Linked DNA regions of Mus musculus: regions 2 and 3 are each linked to region 1. The links are chromatin contacts, called in public Hi-C and promoter capture Hi-C maps. All regions are on one chromosome and are shown on one strand. Each heading gives the region's core, a stretch centred on a gene start, on an enhancer-like site or on the middle of the called end of the contact. The rest is flanking DNA. Distances are from core to core; before and after follow the strand shown.

Region 1 (4,186 bases), core at 733-3,232:
AATGCTTGAGATAATCAATTTATAAAGAGAAAGAACTGTTTGGCTCAGTTTTGGAGCTCATGACTGGTTGTCCCTGCAGCAGAGCAGTACTTTCCAGTAAGAGTAAGAGCTTGTGGTGGGACAGTCAACTCAGCAGGAAACAAAGGAGAGAGCATCTCTCCTTCCACCCCCCCCCACTCCCCCTCCCCACCCCAAAGACCTAAAGTCTTCTCACTAGGCCACACCTCTTAAAGGCACCACCACATCCTTGTTGCCCAAGCCTTTCAAATATGAGCCTTTGGGGGCTAATCAAAATCCAACATGTAGCAAAAAATGAGACCAAACACAGCCCAAAGTTCCAGGGAGAAGACAACCTCTTATAGAGTACCAGACTTGTGTAGTTTGGAAAAAGATTACAGCATGAGACAGCATACTGAGAAGACCAGAGGCCAGTTGACTTGAAATGTCATCAATGAAAACACAGTTGGGCTGGGAACCACAAAATATCATACCAGGAAAAACACTGACTCTTCTACAACTGGCTTTTGCTAAGGATCAACACTACAGGCGTGGGGGCCAGACAGGCAGGGCAATCTGTGGTACTTCTACATGTCCCATGTCTAGGTGAAAAGACAAAAGTAGAAGGCAGCTGTAATAAACACCACACTAGAAGGTCAGGGTTATAGTTAGCATATATCTCTAGTCTATGAACGCAGCTCTGATTGACATATTTGGGAAGGACACAAAAATGGGCAAAGTAGTTGTGTTGGGGCCAGACTGCTTGGATTTCCATTCTGGTTCTATCATTGCTAGCTGTATGACCTTAAACCAAGCACTGTACCTCTTGTATATCAGCGTCTCCATCCATAGAAGAGCAACTTCCTTCTAGAATTGTTCTAAGACTAAATAAACAGATGTATATAAAGGAAACTATAAGATTCAATAAATTGATTTAACTAATTTAAGTAAAGACTGAACAAAGTATTCACAACCACCTATTTGTGTTTACAGAAGGCAGGTTATTAACACAGGAAAACGGGACAAAACTTTATTTTGCTTTAATCCATGACCCCAAAGAACAAAGGGAAGCTTTGGGTACAATCCAATCCCAATTCTGACACAGCATCATTCTCTGTCTCCAGCACCCTAGTTATCCCAGTCCGATTTTCTCACTTGGCAAACGAGGAAGAGACAAAGTTATCATAGGCTCAAGTGATTCACCGCATGTTCATCTTCATTGATGCCCTTAAGACAGGACTATAAAAACCCTTTGCCAAAAGAAAAGTCCTTAATCAAGCACTACATTCTGCTGTCAGAAGGACCATACAATGATATGACAATTGACCCAATTACTTCTGGCTGGGATTTCAAAATCCATTTGTTCTAGAATGGAAGAAGCCACATCACATCAGCGGGATTGAATTAGAGGACACGGTAATCATATTTATTTTGCTGGGAACATTTTCAGGATAAAACAGCTGAAAATTAATCCCATTAACAAGTAAATTAACTATTAGGGTAAGTGAATGTGAAACAGACACTTGAGTTCTATTTGCCAAGGGTGACTCAAATATTCAAAAATAAATGGACTCAGAGCAGGAGAGTACTTGTGTCCATTCATTATACGAGAGGCCACAGGCACACATCTCATATCGTCAAGAAAGTGGGCAGAAACACACGGGGAGCTACTGGAAGAAGTGTGTGGGACTCCTGCAATAATCAAGCTACAGGAACCAGCCCCACTGATTGTGTAACACCCTGGAAGCATTCTAGGTTGCCCAGGGAATTGATTTAAATTACAGCTTTGTTCCCTTTCAATGGAGTCTGTTGGTGCAAGATTGAGATAAGCCAGCAAATCTGAAATGAAGATTATAAAAACCTACTAATCTTTTCATTAAATTTGAATTGACTTTGTGAATAAAGAACACGTTGCAAGAGCCTCTCCTGCAAGGCAGCTTCACACATAGGCAATATCTTCAATATGCCCCACGGCATGATTCTGACGCGTACCTTCAACAGACTGATGGGTTTTTTTTTCCCTTACCTAACAAGACAGGCAAAGAGTAAGCTCTGCATTCCTGTCATGGATTAAAATCAGAAGAACAAACAAAATTTAAGTTAGGCCCTCCCCTTTGCATGTGGGTATTTAAAACTAAATAAGATATGGGTTCATTCCTTGGATGCCTTGCCAAAAAGAAGGGGGGGGGGGGGTAGGAGAGAATGTTGCTTAGCAACAATTAAAACAATGTGCAGCAAAGGAACAGGGTTTGAAAGAAAGCTAAGCCAGCAGGCTTGTTAGAGTCACCCTGAAAGACCTTTGTGACCCAAGATCCTGGCTGTGTCTCCTTCTGGCCTCAGGGTGAAAGTCTGTCTGTTTCCTTTTTATCTAGACAGAGACAACTTGTAATCCCAGGGAAAAGGAGATCTACTTCTAGGCAGCTCCAGGCTCCTGAATACCAATGCTTTCTTGTGAAATATGAACCTGCCCATTTCCAGTCCCGGCCGGCTGCAGTGTCTAGAGCTGGAATGGATATGGGGAGATATTTCACTAAACCTGCACTTAACGAATGGGGAAACAGACACATAAAGACACGGTGGTTTCTCCAAGATAATGAAGCCGTTTGCAGTAGCCAACCAGCCTCCAGCTCTGGCCTCACATGACATCCTTTTCTCAGTGTCCTACCTAGGCCTAAACCACAAGCAAGTCTATGATCCAGTAAGTAGGTTTTGACTATTTGTATCACTGACCCTGAAATAGGCCACTCCTGGTGGAGACACCTACCAACGTTGCCAGGAAGTTTCAAGGCTAATTACAAAGTGGATGGACCAAATATAAAACACTTCAGTCCTTCCCCCATTAAGACAGCTTATTAAATCTCCAAGACCCCTCAGAGAGGGACTGACATTCTGCAAGCACTCTAGAAAAGGAGAACAAAGGTCTGGCAAAAGGAAAAAGGCCAGAGGCTTAGCCCTCAAATCCATAGCTATGCACTGGGCCTCAGTCCAACTCACAGAGGAAAGTAACGCTTCTCCCATGCTCATTGCAAGAGCTAGACTCGCAGGCTGTCGTGTCTCGGAGCCCAGGCTGAGGAACCAGAGACTTTCAGCTCACACCCAACTTGAAATGCTCAGACACTGGTTACACTGCCTTGGGCTAGACCCTTAATGGCTCCACAAACATGTCCCAATCATGTGGACATTATGCATATTCCTGAGCTAGTGTTGGGAACAGCTGAAGATTCATTGTAACAAAGGGTCCAAGGCAGCCAGCCAGCCAGCCTGCCTGCCTGCCTGCCTGCCTGCCTGCCTGCCTGCCTGCCTGCCTGCCTCCCTCCCTCCCTCCCTCCCTTCCTTCTTTTTTCCTTCCTTCTTAGCTTTTCATTGAAATAAGTCTGAATAAAAGCTAGGTAGAATTCAAGAACAGAGAAGTAACATTTTGTCTAGTCTCAATTAGAAGCTATGCCAGTGACAAAGGCCATGCCCTTACAGAACCCTCAGGCCAGGGGTTTAAGACAATCTATAGGGCAAATGGTGGGAAAGGACAGGGTCAGCCCTCAGGACTCTGGCATTCAGGCGTGACATGACACTGGACCAGTTCCTAACATCTGTTAACCCAAATAGCATTAGGTATGAAACAGATGTGTCCTGATCTGGGGAGGTGCTGCAGAGCCAGAGAGAAGGCACATATGTAGAGCATCATCTACTCTGCCCCCGTCCCATAGGAAAGTACTCTGCCGGCTCTCTTCCCCTTGCATATATAACTGCTGTGGTGTGGGAACAGATGCCTTCCCAGAGAATTCTGGTAACTCTTGTCCCTGGAGAATAAATGGCCTGTAGCTGCATGTAGAAGGAAACCAATAAATGTTTGTGGAGTAAATGATAACCAGCCTAGGATGGGCAAGTGACTGTCTATGAGACAGTTACTCAACTTCTTGGAGCCTCCATCTTCTCATCTGCATAATGGGAACATAAAGACCTGCCGCAAGGAAGTGGATTGCACAGCAAGATTAGAAAGAAGTCATTCATCAGGACAATGCTTTGTACCAACTGGATGATCTATCAGTGTGATAAATGTAGTGGGTCAGTCTCTCCAGAAAACCCTAAGGCTCTTTTTTGGGTTGGTTTTGTTTGTTTGGGGGTGGGGGTATTTTTGTTTCTCCAGACTGGGTTTCTCTATGTACTCTATGTAACAGCCCTAGCTATCCAG
Region 2 (4,186 bases), core at 1,239-3,738, 120 kb before region 1:
ATTGGCGGACCACACCTGGGCTCTTCTCCTCCAAGGCTGCTTGTGGGCGAGTCCTTGCCTCACTGAGGATTAGAATCAGCGTTAGGACACCTGCTCACAAAGAAAGGTGGCCACGAGGAAGCAGTAGGGAAGGGTGAAGCAGAACACAGAGGCAGGGGCCTCCACCAGCAAACACCACCTAGCCAGCTGACAAGAACTGTAAATTTTGCTTCTCCTCAGGATTATGGGAGCTTCCAAGCCACTGGAGAAGACAGGCTGACTAGTGCCTCATTCTCTCTTTGCCAAGGAATGCAATAAAGAAGAGTCTCATGGGCCATGTGATATTTTAAATCACATCGTTCAGTTCTTCACTAGCCTAACAATCTTTCAACACGGTTCCTGACATCCTAAGAAAAATCACTAATCTTCAGAATTGATAAAACGGAAAATCATTTAAACTGCCATGTTCTGCAGGCCAGTACCTTTTTACATAATAGGTAGTCAATGAGAACAGAAGCTTTGAAAATACAATATATGGGACCTCAAAATATGTTTTAAAATATTCCCAAACGAGCCAAGAATCCAAATGTAAACAATGAAAATGAATAAAATCTTAAAAGAATATATCAGTATAAAATTTTGTGGCCATGTTTTTTGTTTTGTTTTTGTTTGTTTGTTTTTTGTTTTTAAAGTCAAGAAGCTAAAAGCTGAATCAGACTAAAAAATAAATTTAACCTGTTCAGGATACCATCGAAGAACAGAAAGATAACATGCAAGAAAACATTTGCAAATCATGGATCAGATAATATTTGGATCTAGAAAACACACAAGTCAATAATAAAAAAGGATATATAGCTAATATAGAACAACATGAGGACCTGTACTAAAGGGTAGCAGCATTAGGAAGGTTGAGAACCACTGCACTAGCGAGCCATCTGCTCATCCAGGCTCATGGCTGCTCTATTCCCAGCAGCTAGGAACCAGGGTTCAGTATGAACATCCATCAACAGAACAGATATGAAAACAGTGGTATATATACATAATATACTAATAATAATGGACTATTACCCACTTGTAAGGCAAGATGAAAGCTGCAGGTAAAAGGATGAACTCTAAGAAATTATACTGAGTGAGGTACCCCAGACCCTGAAAGACGGTCACCCTTGCTCTCTCCCGTAGACAGATCCTGCCTTCAAATCTTTTGTTTCATGTGTTTAACTTGGAGCAGGGATGGAAGGCAGGCAACTAGAAAGGGGCCTTCTGTAGGGGGAAGAGGATGCTAAGGGAGGAGGTGGATGATGGGAGAATTGGAAGTAGGGAGGTGGAAGGCAGCAGGGGAGGAAAGGCTTAAGCAGGGGTGGGAACAGGGGTGGGGGGCAGACTCAGAAGATGGGGGAAGGGGAGGGCTAGCCACACGAAAGTCACACTTGATGTACACCAACTGAAAGACAAAAAGAGTAAGAGCCGGGCTAGCAGGACACCGTGAAGTGAGAGGAGGAGACTGAAGATTAAAGACTGAGTGGGGATGGCAGAGATGAAGGGGTAGCCAGAGGGACAACCAAAGCTCAGGATCTATGAAAAAGCCTAACAGAAACCCGCCACTTAGTAAGCTCATTTTAAAATCCAACTTAAAAAAAAAGTTAGTTTGAACAGAATCATTCTGCATGAGAGGACAATGCTGCTTCCGGAAGCCTTGGGTTATTAAATGAGCACTGCAGTACAAGACATGGGATACCTCCCTATGAGTTGTTGGTAAAGAAAACTCCTAGTGCTCCCTAAAGTAGCATGGAGTAGCATGGGCTATTGGATTGCCCTTGCTTACCCAGCATAACCACATGGCAAGGACCCTGCCGCTGAAGATACCACATGATCTGACTGTAGGACACAGGGATGTCCATCCCAAACCTCCCAAGACACATTCACCCTGATTGCCACTTTTAAGGTGGCAGAAGGGGCTGTGCAGGCAGATGAGGGAGAACAGGCATCCATGGTCTTACCCAGTGCTGAACCCTTTATGTAACATTACTGACCTGCCAGGCATGATGTGCCCATTTGGGTAATAGTGGCACAGTTGTTATAAGGCAACTAACCTCTTTCTGATTGGATTTCAGGCCCACTCTGCTAAAAGGAATTTTATGCCTTACACTGTAAACCTTGTCAAAAGCACATGCATGACCAAGGACGTCATAGGCCTGGAAGCAGAGTCTACTTTTCTTATGCTGCGGAATGGTCACACTATCAGCATGCCTTTGTAAATAGTCACGCTTATACCCATAGAACCACAGCAGATGAAGGCTGCACTCGACTTTTGAATCAGAGAAGGTTCGTTTTTGTGGCGGACAGAAGTCAACGGAGGGAGGCAGACCTGATCAGTGTGCTGAGAATAAGAGACTGAGTGTTCAACCTAAATGGAATATTGCTAGTTAATTCTACTGCTACCAGTGGGGCTCAGGGAACATACAGAAGAGGAAGCAAAAAAAAAAAAAAAAAAAAAAAAGCTGGAGAACAGGAAGAGGTGTTGGGAAATGCAGCCTTCTGGCCGTGACATGCTTGTTACAGTATCTATGGTTACCTGCATTAGAGCAATTCTGAAGGAAACTAAAATAACAGGTTACAGATCTAGAAGAAAGCTGTGTATACCTGCAGGCTTTTACAGACGGATACCTGTAGCCTGCCTCAGATTCTCAAGGGGTTACCAAGCCAGCAGAGCTTAACAACAAGGAATCTGGCTGTAGAGCAAACAAAGGCCGGCTGCCTTGAGAGGTTCTGTTCTCTGTGGACACTACCTTACACTTCTCCCTTTGGGAAGGGACAGGAATAGCAAATGAGCACAAGTCAAGGATCCTGAATTCTGACCGCAATTACACAGGGTGAGGTTAAGTTTCCCAGTCATCCTCGGGCTGAGCAGGAAAATGACAAGGCAGGCACAATGAAGCACAGAGGTGTCCTCAGTGAAGGGTCCCATGAAAACCCAGTCAACACCAGTGAGACATCAGACACCCAATGTAGAGCGGAAGAGTGAGAAGGACTGTCACCGTGAGACAATGATATCCTAGCCATTTACCAATACGAGCTCTGCTACAGGACTCTAACTTATGACACTGCTTAAACTCTCTGAGTCTCAATGTCTTTCTATAAGAGAATGTATAATTCCTAGCTCACAGCGCTTCAAACATGACAAAATTATAAATTATGTAAGATGAGTCTACTATCTACTTAGCACTATGCTTCCCATGTCACTGAAACTCAATGAATAAGATTGTTCTTGACTTTGTCAAGAACAGATTTTTGACAAGGTGTGCTAGTACACACTTTTGATCCCAGGACTTGAAAGGCAGAGGCAGGAAGACCTATGTGAGTTCCAGGCCAGCTAGGGCTACAAACTGGGACCCTACCTCAAAATAAATAATAAACAAGCAAACAAACAAATAAGTGACTTTTGGGGCTAGTGAAATGGTTCAATACATAAAGCAATCATAGTAACCCAAGTATGGCACTTGGGGAAGGTTGGAGAGATGCCTCAGTGGTTAAGAACTCTGGCTGGGTGTGGTTCCCAGCACCCACATGGTAGCTCACAACTGTCTGTAAAGTCTGTGGGCAGCTGGCAAGCACATTGTGCAGTGACATTCATGCAGGCGAAAAATCCATACACATGTATTAAAATACAGAACTCTAAAAAATTTTTAAAAGAAAAAGAATGGCATCTGAGTTTGAGCCCTAGAGCCTAGAGAAACGCTGTCCTCTGATCACCATGCTGACAGCGGCATGCACAGCCATTTACACACATCACGCACAATACAATACTTGTTAAACACAATGCCAACACTTGTTTAAAGATTGGCTCTTCCATTTATAGCATGATATAAGAATATGTTTTTGTTTGTTTGCTTTTTGAGATGGGATTTCTCTGTCTAGCCTTGGCTGTCCTGAAATTCACTTCCGACCAGGCTGGCCTTGAACTCAACAAAGGTCCTGGGTCTGCCTATCAAGTGCTGAAACTAAAAAGCATGTGCCACCACTGCCCTGCTATGAAAAATACACTCTTAGGCAACAAAAGTAATAGCTAAGTTGAATAAAATACATGAAAAGGAACACTGATTTAACCTCCTAATATTTTAAATAAGCTTACTATGTACCCAGTGATTTTTCACTTTTTAAATTTTTCTCTTCAATTTTTTAGCCAGTTAAGAGACAGCTGAGGTTTGGG
Region 3 (4,186 bases), core at 768-3,267, 120 kb after region 1:
AATTCTTTATTTGAAAAAAAATGGGGCAAATGACTGAGGGTCTGCACATGCCTGTGCTGGCATGATTGTTAATAGTTAATAAAGCCTTTGTTTTTTAAACATTTATTTAAACGATACATTATAAGGTTACCTTATAATAATGATAATAATTGAACTTATTACAGTGACTGGCCGTTTTACAGATGTAAGACATAAGGCAGTACTTACATATAGTGTGTATGTGATAAGTATCAGCCTCTAGGTTTACTTGCATGCTCCTTATTCTGTGAGTAGAATTAGTGTGTTTAATACCATATTTTATGCATGATCCCAGAAGCAAAAATTGTAGGTTTTTAGACAATGGAGTGCCATCCATCCTGGTGTGAGCAACTTGGATGAAGTTTCAAGGATTCTCTTCCCTTTTGACCTAGCATGAGTAGAACAAACAGAACGAAGGAAATGGCTCTTCTCCTTCACCTCAAAAGCAGGGGGCACTGCTTGAATTCGCCACTGCAGGAGTCTGTGCTTCTCTAATGAGAACCTGGGAAGCTGTTCATTTGGTTTGTGTTTCTCACATAGGCTGTGCTCCTAATTTGAACTTCCCTCTACCTTTGACCTTCCTCTGCCATCACCTTCCCCTTCCTCTTTTAATGCAATAATTAAACTTCTTTCTCTCTTGTTCTCTCTCCTCCTTTCCTCCTTCCCCCTTCCCCCTTTCCCCCTTTCCTTCTTTCTTTCCTTCTTTTCTTTTCTTTTCTTTTCTTTTCTTTTCTTTTCTTTTCTTTCCTTTCCTTTCCTTTCCTTTCCTTTCCTTTCCTTTCCTTTCTTTCTTTCTTTCTTTCTTTCTTTCTTTCTTTCTTTCTTTCTTGCCTCTGCCTCCCAAGTGCTGAGATTAAAGGCATTTACCACCATGCCCAGCTAGGGTACACTTTTCATTGATTCTTTCCTAGGGAATAAATAACATTTCACCTAATTCAAAAAGCTTTATTCTCAGTAGTGCTTTTATGTACTTACTCTTAAAATTCCCTTTCACGTGAATACTGAGCATAAAAGAATTATTGGGACATCTTATTTTGTACCTTGGGAAGAGATTCTGTGACATCTCGAAGATGGTTGATTGCTTAGAGGCAAGGTCAGTTTGAGGGTCCATGGTGTTCTGATGGCGTGGACTCTATGACTGCACAGCCCTCTCTGCTCAATAGCTGTGAGCCTAGGACAAGGCAAACATGTCATTACTCTCAGGCTTCCAATTTCCTTATCCTTAAAATAATACTTCCTGTTTTCAGGTTCATCTTTGGGAATCAGATGGCATAAAAAGGCAGTAATTGTGATGTAGAACAATGTTTTACATTATGGGATGTTTGAAAGCAGAGTGCCTTTCTTTAAAGGGGGTTGGGGAGCGGCAGATTTGATGATCAGCACCCATCACTCCCGCTCTCAGGATGCTGCAATATCCTGGCTTACAGTAGTGGTACTTTGCCTAATAATAGAAGATGGCAGAAGTGGCTGAAGAAACTTGTAGGAACGGTGAGCAGAACCTGTCTTAGTCACACCCATGATGCCCCTATTGCTGTGTTAGTATGCAGGCATGGATGATGTTTTTGTTGCCCTGGGCTGCTGGAACCTTGCCTATGGAGTCCATGTCATCTGCCAGCTGGAAGGCTTGCCTAGAAGTCAAGTGTGCCAGGGAACCCAGCACACAGTTAACCAGGGCAAGGGCAACTTAACTCCCAATTCTTAGCACTCAACCGAGTTCACTTCTCAAGGTTGTAGAGAATAAAATCTCTCCCTTTAATCTGCATTCCTCTGCATTTAAAGTTCGAAGGAAGTCTTTGATGACCAATATTTGGGGTCCTAGAAGACATAGTCTTTCTTTTCATTTATTTTAGTTTAAACACTTGTGTTCTTTGACTTTAAAAGTGTTTTTGTTTATAGAAAATTCCAAACATATAAAAGTAGAAACAAATCCTCTGCTGAGCCTCTGTGCTCTGCAGTCAGCTTCACTATCAGGTCACAGTGGACCTGGCTGTCTCCGTGCTTGTTCCTTCTTGTCCCCAGTGATGTGTAGGAGGCCCAGAAGCCTGTTGTCCGTGTGTTTGAAGAGACCTCTTCAGTAATTGCTTCAGATTTTGCGTTTTCCTGAAAACGGCTTAGTCTTCTACTGCCTTACAGCTTACGCTGACTTTCATCATTATATGTTTTTTTTCCCCACTCAAAAACCCCAATTGTGGCTGGACATTCATACCTCCCAGCACTTGAAACACAGAGGTAGCCAGATCTCTATGAACGTGAGGCATCCTGGCCTAGATAGGGACTTCCAGGCCAGCCAGGTCTCCCCTGGTGCGACCCAGGCTCAAAACAAGCAAATAAACAAGCAAGTACTCCCCAGATTACCTTGGTATAATTGATATTTATATGCAACAAGCCACATATATTTGAAGTATTCATTTTAGTTCAGTTTGATAATTGTCCATGAAATAATCCCAATCAGAATAGTGACTATAGGAGTCATCTTGTGTCACCTTGTAACCTCTGTGTCTCATGCCTCAGAAATTTGTGATCCTCTTTCTAGAAAGCACAGATTCTGTGGAATTGATTTCAGTTTTAGATAAATGGAATTATATATTATGCATTCTATTTTGTCTCGCTTTTTTTTTCATAATGCCAGCCTTTTACCTATTCTACAGATGTTATTGGGCTCCCACCAGGTACCATTTTGAAAGCTATAAAGGCCTGTTAGGAGGCTATTATAGTTGGTTCTGCTGACAAATGATGGTAGTTTGAATCAGAGAGGTTGCCATGGAGATGATGAGCTGCCATTCATTAGAACTCTCCTTTGGAGGTAAAGCTAATTGGACTACTTGGATGTAAGGATGAAAGAGAGGGAGGAATTCAGATCATCTCCCAGGATTGGGAGATATTTTGAGATAGTCACAAAACTGCTGTTTAAATATTTTTAAAAGCAAAGAATAGCTTCCCTTGTCCAATAGAAAATTATGAATTTCAGTTTTTCTCTCTGGTGTTGGGATATGATTTGAATTAGGCTAGCAGAAAGACCTTAGGAAGAAGGGGAATATTTTTGGATTTTTTTCAATGTATATTGAAGTGACATTAATTCTGCTATCTTTGACCCACAGGTTTCTGTTTTCATTTTAGTGATAAAAAGATCAATTCAACCAAGTCTGATGCCATTGTTGAGTCAGACTGTACTTTGTGATGGTACTTTAGCTATGGTAATTTTATTAGAGTATAAAACAGCCTGTCTTCAGTCTACAAGTATTATTAACATACCATGAATTTTATTAGGACTTGGACAACTCTACTTGGGAATTGAGCATTAGACAAACTAGATCAAATGTTCTCTGTGGATTTGAATGTGAAGTTATGCACTACCAGGGCTATTAAGTTCATGAGTACCTTTGGGAAATCTGAGTTAGTTATAAATTAATAATATGAAGTAACATCAGCATGACACAGATCTCCTGTCATTTGTTTAATGTGTTCTACACATTATCTCCTTCAGTCCCTACATCTGTCCAGAGAAGCTGGGATGGTTATTATTTCTGTTTTTCAAAGGAGGAACCTGGGGGCATAGAGGGGTGGCATAACTATCTCAAAGGCTCATTCAGTGTCAGGAGCAGGATTTGAACCTAGTTTGATTGAACCCTTGGTTTTCATCCTAAGCTAACATTTGAGGTGAATCTTGAGTTTAATGAATAGCTGGGAGTAGACGTGTTAGGCAGAGAGAGTAAGTGTTCCTGGGCGGCTGATGAGAAGTGCTATCTGTGAGTAGGAAGAACGCAGGGCTTCTAGGCAGCTCTCTGGGTTAGCTGAGCAGATACTTCACGGAGAGATCTATGAGGCCATTTAAAGGAGTCCTTGACATTTTGAATAGTTTCATAATCCCTCTTTTTAGTTTCTTAGAGGCAAAAAAGCTCATATCGTAAATATGTGTACATGGTATGGTGTGGCTGATATCAAAGACATTTTCTAATTTCAAACAACTTGTATCGTGATCTCCACTGCTTCTCCCCTTTCTCTTAGGCCTTGATTTCCATTATGATCGAAAAGAGAAGTCTGCAGTGGTTGTAAACTGCCTGATCTTCCCTGCACTGCCCACACTCTGCAATGGCTTTGGGGCTGTAGGCCAGGATTTGAGCACCACTGGAGTGCTCCCACACGCTCCATATTTGTACATGTGACATTT

What was found. Hi-C and Micro-C count contacts between places; a contact is called where the count stands out from the background. Capture Hi-C pulls out chosen DNA fragments and counts their contacts.
Region 2: a contact with region 1 is called in a Hi-C map of the C10 cell line, with 2.0 times the contacts expected there. The contact joins two enhancer-like sites. A contact is called at or near these places in 4 of 484 Hi-C or Micro-C datasets (the C10 cell line, the G1E-ER4 cell line, bone marrow-derived macrophages and 1 more), 1 of 115 datasets of contacts at active chromatin or transcription factors (embryonic stem cells) and 3 of 9 other capture datasets (adipose tissue, embryonic stem cells and liver).
Region 3: a promoter capture Hi-C map of adipose tissue shows a contact between it and region 1. The contact joins two enhancer-like sites. A contact is called at or near these places in 1 of 484 Hi-C or Micro-C datasets (erythroblasts) and 2 of 9 other capture datasets (adipose tissue and liver).

The regions. Positions count from the first base shown.
Region 1 is chr6:108,247,602-108,251,787 of GRCm38.p6, reverse strand. The region is part of intron 4 of Itpr1 (inositol 1,4,5-trisphosphate receptor 1); the gene reads right to left. Among named protein-coding and RNA genes, the nearest start is that of Itpr1, 37 kb to the right of the region's middle. Within about 2 kb of position 1,982, at least 103 of the 459 cell types and tissues checked have an H3K27ac peak or open chromatin away from gene starts, as enhancers often do. A contact at or near this core is called in adipose tissue, where this site is marked.
Region 2 is chr6:108,370,008-108,374,193 of GRCm38.p6, reverse strand. All of the region lies in intron 13 of Itpr1 (inositol 1,4,5-trisphosphate receptor 1), which reads right to left. Among named protein-coding and RNA genes, the nearest start is that of Gm35165, 100 kb to the left of the region's middle. Within about 2 kb of position 2,488, at least 8 of the 459 cell types and tissues checked have an H3K27ac peak or open chromatin away from gene starts, as enhancers often do.
Region 3 is chr6:108,124,267-108,128,452 of GRCm38.p6, reverse strand. All of the region lies in intron 7 of Sumf1 (sulfatase modifying factor 1), which reads left to right. Among named protein-coding and RNA genes, the nearest start is that of Sumf1, 59 kb to the left of the region's middle. Within about 2 kb of position 2,017, at least 7 of the 459 cell types and tissues checked have an H3K27ac peak or open chromatin away from gene starts, as enhancers often do. A contact at or near this core is called in adipose tissue, where this site is marked.